2 separate regions of the Macaca mulatta genome follow, and region 2 is linked to region 1. Evidence: chromatin contacts called from public Micro-C data. All regions are on one chromosome and are shown on one strand. Each heading gives the region's core, a stretch centred on a gene start, on an enhancer-like site or on the middle of the called end of the contact. The rest is flanking DNA. Distances are from core to core; before and after follow the strand shown. Region 1 holds the start of RNF20 (ring finger protein 20). Region 2 has its middle 25 kb from the start of ALDOB.

Region 1 (5,613 bases), core at 2,862-5,361:
TCTCAGGTGGACCTGGACATCACTACCTAGAGCAGCGTTCCTTAAACGTGCCCAGATAGGAAGTATAATTACAAAAGTAAGAACTTGCATTTTCAGAGAGCTTTCCCCTGGAAATTCTCATTCAGCAAGTCTAAAGCAAGGGCTATGGTATCTAAATGTTTCTGTTAAACAAGTGATATCATGCTAAATAAAATACAACTTGTTTAAAATAAGGGAGTTCCTAAATTATGTCTGGCACACAATCCAATCCAGAGTTCATGGAATATTGGAATGCATGGAGATATAACAATCTTAGAACAAAACATTTTTAACGAGTGTAGAAAAAAAATAAACAAAAATCCAAAATATCTGAATTTTGTTCATTTTGAGAGCATTAAGCCTACCCTCAGGAGTTGTCCAGGTTTCTAAGAGTTAAGGTGAAGACAGGGCATGACTGATGCGTAGTACTCTGCAACCAAAGCTTTAGGAGGGGAACTGGGGAAGGAGGCGTGTTGCCTTATGCCACCTGGTGGCAGAACTGGGTAGTTAATGAAGACCGGCTGGAAGTCAAATGACTTAGGTCCTTCAACAACTACTCATTAAATCATTTGAAAAAAAAATCACTTAAAATCTGAGTCTGTTTTCTCATTTTAGAAAAGATTACTATTTGCTTAAATTGTGTTTTTGATACAATCAGTGAGACTTTAAAAGTGAAATAAAATATTAAGTATTCTTTTTATCATTGCTAATGCTGTTTTCCCATTTATAAGTGAGGGAAAAACTTATTTTTCCAGGGATATTCCTTTTTCTCTTGATTAAGATGGTGAACAGAAGTGAATGGTCAGAAGTGGTCAGTCAGAAGTGGCTGGTCAGAAATGAATGGGGAATGTGTTCAATGAGAGAGATCTCTGCTATCCTCCTCTTCATCTATTTTCCCAATTCTCTAGAATGAGACAGGCTACTGTGAAGATGTCAGATGGCTGACTGAGGCTTTCAGAAAAGACAGATCTCACCAGTAGCTGCAGAATATGGTTACCTACTATGATGGTTAATTTTATGTGGCAACTTTGCTGGGCCACTGTGCCCAAATAGTTGGTGAAACATTATTCTGGATGATTCTGTGAATGTGGATTTTTTTGGATGAGATTGATATTTAAATTGGTAGACTAAAGCAGATTACTCTCCAAAATGTAGGTAGACCTCATCCAATCAGTTGAGGGCCTTGACAGAACAAAGACTAACCTCCCCTGAGCAAGAAGGAATTCTGCCAGCAGACTGCCTTTAGACTCAAACTGCAAATCTTTCCTGGGGCTCCAGGTTGCAACCCTGCTTTGTGGATTTTGGTTTATCCAGCCACCACAGTCTTGTGAGCCAATTCCTTATAGTGTCTCTCTCTCTCTTTCTCAAATCTCTCTCTCTCTCTCTCTCTCTCCACACACACACACACACACACACACACACACACACACAGAGTTGATTTTATTTTCTAGAGAGCTGTGACACTTGTGAAGGTGTTACATAATTGGAACTTTTGAGAAAGACATATATCCCAGTTGCTAGAGAATATGGTTACCTGCATGGTAAGAATTGAAAGGTACTAGAAAAGTCTGCTTTCTTTATAGAATCTTCTCTAACACTCTTAAGTGTGGGTTGAAGTTAGGGGTGACCTAACTCAGTTGATGTGGCTCCATTTCCCTGAGATTCTCTTTGTTCTGCTCACCCCTGTGTGGTCGCTCCATTCTCAAGAATGGTAGCAGGAAGCCTCCAACAGTTTCAGCCTCACACAAAAAATCTGGAAGATAAGAAACTGCTTCAGTTCTACTATTCAAAGAAATTCACCCTGATTAAACTGTCAATTGCTGACTAGGACTTTGGCTTGGGAAACGGAACTTAGTATTTAAGATAATCCTGGGAGATTGGGGTGAAATCAGTTTTCCTTAAGACTTATGGAATCAAAGTGCTACATGGATACATGAAAAAAATCCTGGTTCTGCTAAGGTGAGGGAAGGTGAATGGATGTTGGGTAGATCACCAGTAATGTCCACCAGACACAGTACCAGCAATTGATTTATCACAATATAACACACAAGTGATGATACTCAAACTATACTAGTGCTAAGGAACCAGTAAAGAATAGTGGGGATTATGGTAAACAAGAATAACACGATCTATTAATAAAAGAGAAGCCACGCCAAGCGCGATGGCTCATTGCCAGTAGCAGTGGCTCACGCCTGTAATCCCAGCACTTTAGGAGGCTGAGGTGGGTGGATCGCCCGAGGTCAGGAGTTTGAGACCAGCCTGGCCAACATGGTGAAACCCCATCTCTACTAAAAACACAAAAATTAGCCAGGTGTGGTGGCGTGTGCCTGTAGTCCCAGCCACTTGGGAGGCTGAGGCGTGGGAATTGCTGGAACCTGTGAGGTGGAGTTTGCAGTGAGCCGAGATCGTGCCACTGCACTATCAGCCTGGGCAACCGAGTAAGACTCTGTCTCGAGAAAAAAAAAAAAAAAAAAAAAAAAGCCACTACTCTGCTCTAAGCAATGTGATCATGCAAAAATATAACCCTTCTGTTGCAAGATCGTCAACATTTTCCAGAGAAACTGATAATTTGTATTTTTATGTAAAATAGCCATATTTTAAATGTTGGCAACTAAGTTCATTTTTGTTCTTGTTTTTAACCACCCAGGACAGCCAATACTGTCTAAAATAAACAAAGCATAACTGTTGGCTAAATGCAGTCTGTGAACCTCTAGTTTACAAGCTCTGGGCTAGAGAAACCATTCCTTGCCATTCAGTAGTTCTATGAATGAAAGGCTTGCTAAGAGTAGAGGAACCAAGGAAGATGAGAGAATGAGTGTCATTGTCTCATACAATGCTTTTCGGCAGGTGGGTCCCCACTCACATGCTCTCAGGCTCCCGCTTCACGGAATGAAATGTGAAGTCCACTCGGGGCCAGTTAATTCTTTCCAACATAGTCAAGGTGTTCTACTGCCAGGCACCAGGAATACTTGTTTTCCTGGTGTTGACCATCTTACTTCATTTACAGGTAAGCCCCAACAGGTACAGGGACAAAAGTCTTCACACTACCAGAAATCCAGTGTAGATTAGGTTCTTTTTCCCCAAGATGCCTAAATTCTATTTTTAAAAAAAGATATAGCAATCATTCTTCCATTTCTAGACCCTTAGCTGACGTCATTAGGTAGTTTATCACAGTTCTGCGAGGCATACAGCTTTTCATTAATAGGTTAGATTAATTACCGTCCTATCATTAAAGCGCATTTAGCTTAACTGAATGGAAAATAGCAGTTTGTCATAAACTTAAAAAAAAAAATCAATGCTTAATTAGCTTAAAATAGACTAGTACTGAGATCAGAGACTAATTGGCGTTTATCTTTTTCCTGGACCATTTCTTGTTCCCAAAAAAGCACAAGAGCAGTAGTTGTCAATCCTGTTTACGCATTAGAATCTAGCGGGTGGAAATGTGGGGTTTGGGAGGAGGAAATGAAGGGAACGCTTTTTTAAAAAAGCTTTTGTCCAGGCCCTACCCTAGAGGGACCAAAACTCCCTAAAGCGATTCTAATGTGTAGACAGGGCAGAATACCGTTCCCTGTGCGGGGGAAAAATCCCCAAGATCTGAAATTCCTCAAATCCCTCAGATTCTCTCCAGAACTCTTCATTTCAGCACGAAGGGGCACCAACGAACAATTTTCTGAGTTGTCTGAGGCTAGTAATTTCCCTGGAGATTGACGGGACCATCAGCCAATCGGCCGTCTGAACGAGTGATAGCAACCCCAATGACAAGCAACAGAATGAGCAACTTTATCCCAGCAGAAAAAACAGATCGCAGTAGCAAAGGTCAACAAGTCACAAAAGTCAAGGGCTCGCCGTCGGGTATCAGCGAGGCCCGGGTATACTCTTGGAGGTAGTAGCCAAGAGATGGTCCTGCGCTTGCCCAGCGTTGTTAGAGAGGCGGGGCTTGCTCAAGCTTCTCGAGCCCTCTTACGTCACTTCCGCCCGGCGGGGTCTCATAGTCCTGTGGGCTGGGTTGAAGCGACTTCCTTTTTTCTTTCCCTTTTTCCTCTCCGTGGCCCCGCCTCCCGGAAGTTCTGCCCCGTCTCCGCCGCGGGTCAAGGGTGAGCGCTGGAATCGCTGCACGGGCCTTGGTGAGTAACTGCTGTGAGTTTTATTCCTGCGCAGCGCCAGTTCAAAGAACTTAGGTTAGATCCCGCTTGGGGCCCAACATGCTGTGCCGGGCCTCAGGAGTCTCCACCCTCTCCGGTTCTGGGGCCGTCAGTCTCATGGCCTGCAATTATCCACGCGGAGGCCGAGGTCTTTGGCTTTTCGCGAGTTGGATTGCAGCCTTGTTCTGCTTCTGTCACTTCTCTCTCCAGGCGAGGTCCTACTCAGGTTGTTGCCAGCGATAGTCCTCTTCTGGAGCTTGAATTGAAAGCAGAGTAGTCTTGTTAGTCTCGGTGATGGCTGGGTTGCCTCCTGAAGTAGCCAAAGTGCTTTAGCATCCATTCCGCCTCCTTTGAGCACCCTGGGAGGTAGGCAGGGCAAAGGAAAAATATTTTCGTTAATATTGTGCAGTTGAGGAAACTGAAATTCTTGGCGAATTCACTGTTTCAAAGCAACACGGCCTCTAAGAGGCAGAACTGGGATTCACACCCAGGTCTGACTTCGGTAGGGTTGCACAAAACAGTGGAGAGAGCGTTTGGAAATAGGGGAGACACTGCAAAGGTTAAAAGAAGAGCTGGGGTTTCTGAGTGCTTACTTTGTGTTCGGCATTGTGCCAAGTTCTTTCTATAATTATATCATCCTTTTTTTAAAAAAAAAATAAGCATAGGAAGTGTATACTGTGGTTATTTATTCCTAGGTTAGGAAACTGAGGCTCAGAGATGATAACTGACTTGTCTAATATTAATGACTTGAGTAGGCGTTTCACAGATCTCTTTTAGCTCTGTGATTCTTCCAACACTGTAGTGTTAACTTCTGGCATAATCAAACTGCCCTTTTCTGATTTTGGCATTACAGGAAGGGAGATTCCAGAACTTTAGTTTTGGTCTCTTCACCCTTTGCCCATTGTCTCATTTCTTATCACCATCCTATTTAGAAATTTATTTTCATGTAAATTTAGCCTTGACTTTTTTTTTTTTTTGAGATGGAATCTCGCTCTGTCGCCCAGGCTGGAGTGCAGTGGCGCGATCTCGGCTCATTGCAAGCTCTGACTCCCGGGTTAACGCCATTCTCCTGCCTCAGCCTCCCGAGTAGCTGGGACTACAGGCGCCCGCCACCACGCTCGGCTAATCTTTGGTATTTTTATTAGAGACGGGGGTTTCACCGTGTTAGCCAGGATGATCTCGATCTCCTGACCTCGTGATCCGCTCACCTTGGCCTTCCGAAGTGCTGGGATTACAGGCGTGAGCCACCGCGCCCGACCCGCCTTGATTTTTACTCTACAATTTAATTTTTTTTTCCTCCAAGAGGAATATGGAGATAGTTGTGGAATTAATGGATCCAGGTTAAAGGGTTGGTCAGAAAAATTTCTAGTTTTTACTCTATTGTTGCTTTCCTTACGTATATTATGTCAGTTTCTGCCTTTTTTTTTTTTTTCTCTGTCAGGATAACCGCTGT
Region 2 (5,600 bases), core at 675-3,174, 83 kb before region 1:
AGAGATGGGTTTTCTGTTTCCTGGACTTGCCTTTCATATCTTTTTTTTTTTCCTCCTTGCATCCTCTCTCACTTTTCTTAATTTATTGGTGAGGAGAAAATGTTGTAATAACTTGTAAATCAGATTAGATAAATAATGATGCTATAACAAGCCTGGTGGCTTAATAGTATATACAAAGGGTGTTTACTGAAGTAATTATTTTAACAGAAAATCTATCTATCATCTATCTATATATCTGGAGGAGATTTTAAGTGATTGTATTACCTTTATACAGTGAAATACTATAAGGCCATTAAAGTGTACATATAAGTACGCACTACAGACATACAGACATACACACACATACAGGTGAGGAGAAGGGTGCAGGTAAAGAAACTAAGTTACAAAACCACATGTATGTTATCCCTGTTTTGTAACACTGGATGTATGCTTCTATGCAAAGAGAAGAGAAATTACCAAAATATTAACTATAGTGGTCAGCATCTCAGAGTGGTGGAATTATATATATATATATATTTTTTTTTTGAGACTGAGTCTTGCTCTATTGCCCAGGCTGGAATGCAGTGGCATGATCTCGGCTCACTGCAACCTCCGTCTCCTGGGTTCAAGCAATTCTCCTGCCTCAGCCTCCTGAGCAGCTGGGATTACAGGCGCGCGCTACCACGCCCAGCTAATTTTTGTATTTTTTAGTAGAGACAGGGTTTTACGATGTTGGCTGGGCTGGTCTTGAACTCCTGACCTCAAGTGATCCACTGGCCTCGGCCTCCCAAAGTGCTGGAATTACAGGCATGAGCCACTGTGCCTGGCCAAGGAATTACAGATTTAAAAAAAAAATTATTTACAGTTTTCTGTATTGCAGTGGTTCTCAACTTAGTACATTAACAACATATGAAAAATCTGAATGCTTAGCCCACTCTAGACTAATTAAGTCAGAACTACTGGAAGTGAACCCAGGTTCTAGTAATTTTTAAAATCACCCAGATGATTCAATGTGCAATCAAGCTTGAGAATGAGTATATTGTTTGAATGCTTTACAATCAGTGATTGTTTTATAAAAGCAGGAAGAAGGGAGAGCCAGAAGTTGTTATCTTCATTTCGCTAATTTATGTGCAGTGTGCCTGTGCGTATAGTGTGTATGCAGTGTGCATGTGTGGCTGCTGCAGACAAACTAAGGCTAAAGCTGGTAGAAATCCAAAGGAACACAGTAAAGTCACCTAGTCGATCATGAAATCTGGTCAGAAAAACCTGGCTTTGTTTCTTTGTTCTAATACTTCCTGGCTATGTGACCTTAAGCAGCTCACTTCACCTGTTTGAGTATCAGTTTTCTTTCCTAGTAAGGGCAAAAGGGAAATTCTATTCCCATAGAATTGCAGGATTCAGTGTCATATTGCATGAACAAGGGCTATGTAAGTTGCTAGTTATAATATGTGATGGAGTAAAGAAGTAGAAAAGACAGCAGGAGAAATAACTGAGCACTGAAAGATAAAATATTAACATTCCAGGAATGCTAATATTTTTTGTTTCTTGTGAATGCTTTCATTTCCCTAACAAACACAGTTGCTGAGGGCCCGCTTTGCACCAGACACCATTTTAAGAGATAGACGAGAAAACCTAATGACAGTCTGATTGCCGTCAAGAGGTTCACATGTGTAAGGGAATGATGAGTTGTAACAAATAACACAGCGCGGTAAGTGCTGTAAAGAGGTGTTCCCAAGGCAGTAAGAGGGGCGCCCGTGCCTCTTCCAGAGAAGGGGAGGCAAGACTTGTGAAGCCTACAGAGAGCTCGGATCGGGAAATACTGACTACATGCTTCGTCCTCTAGGGGGAGCTCAAGGCTTTCTGCTTTGGTATCTCAATGAAGTCAGTACTTCCAGTGAGAAGGGTGTAGATACAGATGTAGAACCGGGTTAGGATAAATGCTTCAGTGCCACTTGGTCTTGGAGTTCTCTCTTTTTAGGTATGTCTTTTCTATTGAATGGCTTCTTCCTTTGCTCCCGTGAAGCTGGTGCTATGGAAAGACATTGGGTTATCCCTCCCAGTTAAAAACTTTGCTCTCACCACTTAGAGGACTAAGGAAGAACCAGAGTGAAGGAAGCCCCATGGGCAGGAAGAGGACTCATTTGGGCTCAAGACATTCAGTCCAGCCTAGCTCACAAGGATAGATGAGATCATGATTCGGGACCATAACTTGTCACTTGTGCACATACTCTCAACGGTGGCATTTTTCAAGGTATTGAAAGGAGGTGGCAGGATAGGATTAAGAAATTTGACCCAGACAGGCTTATCATACTCACTACAACCAACAGATGGTTCTAGATTTTTTTTTTATTAATGTTTCATGACTATGTACTCTCGATTTGAAGTTTTGAGGTCCTCTTGAAGTTTGTTTTTTGTTTTTTTAGACAAGGTCTTGCTCTGTCACCCAGTGCAGTGGTGTGATCATGGCTCACTGCAGCCTCTTACTCCTGGGCTCAAGCGATCCTCCAACTTCAGCCTCCCAAAGCATTGGGATTACAAGCATGAGCCACACACCTGGCTCTAAGTCCTCTTGAATCTGGCAAAAACACTTGATTTGGAATTTTCTAAAATTTCTCTTGTTGTAGCAACTGTATTTCATGGGAAGATATTTCTCTGATAGATCGATGCTCTTCTTTTTTATCTCTGTATCACCTATAAATGCTCCCATTTGCACACTCTTAAAGAAGTCAGCTTAGGATAGTTTCTGATTGCCTCACATGGAAAGTTACAATGTAATCTCTCAGAGTTTTTGTGATGTCTAAATGAAAGATATATAGACAATTTTGATTTTTAAGTTGTTTTTCTTTGCTACTTTGGGCATCAAACTGGGGATAGTGTGGAAACCACCAGTTCCTGAGGTACTTGTGGCTAGGAAATTCACTTGTATACTAAAGAGCTTCATTTTTTGTTTGCTGTGTTATTAGAATGGAGCTGGGTCTATGCCTTTATTCTTTGCATAGCAAGGTTTGCCTTGTTAGATACCAGCCAAGGTAGCACCCTGGATATTTGCCAGTCATATTTATCCTTGTTGAAGGCAAGTTGGCAGTAAATAACACTGAAGAATCCTGCTTGGTATGACTTCCGGTATCAAGTAAACTGTTCCAGAGTTGTTGGGGGGGTCCAGATATACCCCGAGATCATCTCTTGCTTCACCCTCATCTCTGACCCTAGCCCCTGAGTAAACAGGTGAGTTCTGCTAGGGTCCACTTCTTGGTTAGCTGTTCCTTCTTGTGACTGTGTTGTAATAGATAGAACTGGCCATTTTTTTCAAACTAATCCCATTTGTATTGCATCCTGCAAAAATTCCTGTCTGTAGCATGTGACTGATCCTTTTCATTGATTTCTAGCACGGTATAGTGTTCTTTGTACTTTTATCTTTTGTGGTCAATAGAGGGAATCTAACGGCTTGCAGTAGAGGAGATTAGATAAGACTACTGATGTCAATATTGTGCTCAGAAGATGTTTCTTCTGCATCTCAGTGGGGGGTTCAGAAACTTGTCACTCTCCAATAACTTCCCATCACACTGAGAATAAAATGCCAGCTCCTAACTGTGACCTAAAAGAGCTTCCTTCTCCCACTTCATCTCTGATCACTCCCTCTTTCTCTTTGTACCCCAGCCATACTGATCTTATTGCTCCTTAAACAGGCCAAGCTATGTCCACCTCAGGAACTTATGCTACTTGCTGTGCTTTCTGCCTGGAATGCTACACTCGATTTTTACATAGTTTACTCATTCATATCCCTGCCTAAATGTCATTTCACAGAAGTCTTTATAACATCTTATCAGAAATAACCCACACAACTTCTACATCCTTAAGTAGCTTTGCTTTTCCTTATAGCATTTATCACAATCTGAAATCATGTTGTGTTTTTTGTTTTGGTTTTGTTTGAGGTGGAGTCTCACTCTGTCGCCTACACTGGAGAACAATGGCAAGGTCTCAGATTACTGCAACCTCCACTTCCTGGGTTCAAGTGATTATCCTGCCTCAGTCTCCCAAGTAGCTGGGATTACAGGTGGTTGCCACCATGCCCAGCTAATTTTTGTATTTTTAGTACAGACAGGGTTTCACCATGTTGGATGGGCTGGTCTTGAACTCCTGACCTCAGGTGATCCACCTGCCTTTGCCTTCCAAAGTGCTGGGATTATAGGCGTGAGCCACCATGCCCAACACATATTGTGTTTTGTCTGTATACTTTTTAAACATTTGTTTTCTTGCTAGAATGTAAGTTCTATGGGGTCAGGGACTCTCATCTGTCTTGTTTCTTACTCTGTCCCCAGACTCTAGAATAGTGCCAGGTGCCCAATAAGTTTTTGTTGATTGAATAAATAAATGAATGAAAATTAGCTTAAATTTTTAAGAGTTAAGCGGGATTTTGGCTATAACCTCACCATCTACGAAGCCTGGGAACAGAAACAACAACAACAACAAAACAAAAACTAGTGCTGAACACATTGTTTAGGGTTGTAGTGTATTGCTTCTTCTTTAAAGGAAGGAGACGGTGCCTGAGACTAGCCCAGGTGCTGAGACCACAACTCAGGCAATTTAAGTTTATGAAGGCCAATCCCACCCACCCCTTTCCAAAACTCTAGGACTACTTGCTGGAATGTGTGTCCTAAAACCATACTTCTGAACATTTTTGAAATTGAAGTGCATCTCATAATAAGCATACTCTTATTTATTTTGCTTTTCTCCCCTAAAAAGATGTTAAGGAAAGGGATATGGTGTGTCTTTTATAATTGAAGGCATCTTCAGTTAAAGAAGACAGTATTTTACAAAATTCCTCATTTATAGAATCTTAGATTGATAAAAGGTTACAGCTAGCGGGCATTAAAGATCCAGTGAATTTTAAAGACTTTCCTTTTTTTTTTTCTTAACCTGGTCTTTTTGGAAAGAAATCTTTAGAGAAACTATAAACAAACCAGTGGATAAAACACAGTGGGGTGATAGGTGACTCAGCATGCTCACCCCTCCTCTGTGCTGACCTACACTTTCAAGGGAGCTTCCAGAGAGTAATTTGAAACTTAATGGAAAGATACAAGCCAGTTCCTTCATCTTTGGCTGGTGCAAAAACCACTGTTAAAAGTCTTTTACTGCTGGGTGCGGTGGCTCACGTCTGTAACCCAGCACTTTGGGAGGCCGAGGCGGGCGGATCACGAGGTCAGGAGATGGAGACCATCCTGGCTAACACAGTGAAACGCCGTCTCTACTAAAAATACAAAAAAAAAAAAAAAAAAAAGAATTAACTGGGCATGCTGGTGGTGCCTGTAGTCCCAGATAGTGGGGAGGCTGAGGCAGGAGAATGGTGTGAACCAGAGAGGCGGAGCTTGCAGTGAGCTGAGATTGCGCCACTGCACTCCAGCCTGGGTGACAGAGCCAGCCTCCGTCTCAAAAAAAAAAAAAAAGTCCTTTGTTAAACAACAACTTTATGAGATATAATTGACATAATAAAGTGCATATGTGTAAAGTATAACATTTGATAAGTTTCAACATGTGTATACGCTCACGCAGCCATCACTGCTATCAAGACATTGAACATATTCATCATCCTTAAAAGTTTTTTTATGCACTTTTGTAAATTC

What was found. Hi-C and Micro-C count contacts between places; a contact is called where the count stands out from the background.
Region 2: a contact with region 1 is called in a Micro-C map of CD4 T cells, with 9 times the contacts expected there. The contact joins the enhancer-like site here to the promoter of RNF20 in region 1. A contact is called at or near these places in 11 of 14 Hi-C or Micro-C datasets (CD4 T cells, blood, cortical neurons and 6 more).

The regions. Positions count from the first base shown.
Region 1 is chr15:56,840,930-56,846,542 of T2T-MMU8v2.0, reverse strand. RNF20 (ring finger protein 20) reads left to right here and starts at 4,111. Exons shown (of 20, transcript NM_001261573.1): 1 at 4,111-4,142; 2 at 5,602-5,613.
Region 2 is chr15:56,922,010-56,927,609 of T2T-MMU8v2.0, reverse strand. No RefSeq gene overlaps it. Among named protein-coding and RNA genes, the nearest start is that of ALDOB, 25 kb to the left of the region's middle. Within about 2 kb of position 1,924, at least 6 of the 40 cell types and tissues checked have an H3K27ac peak or open chromatin away from gene starts, as enhancers often do. A contact at or near this core is called in CD4 T cells, where this site is marked.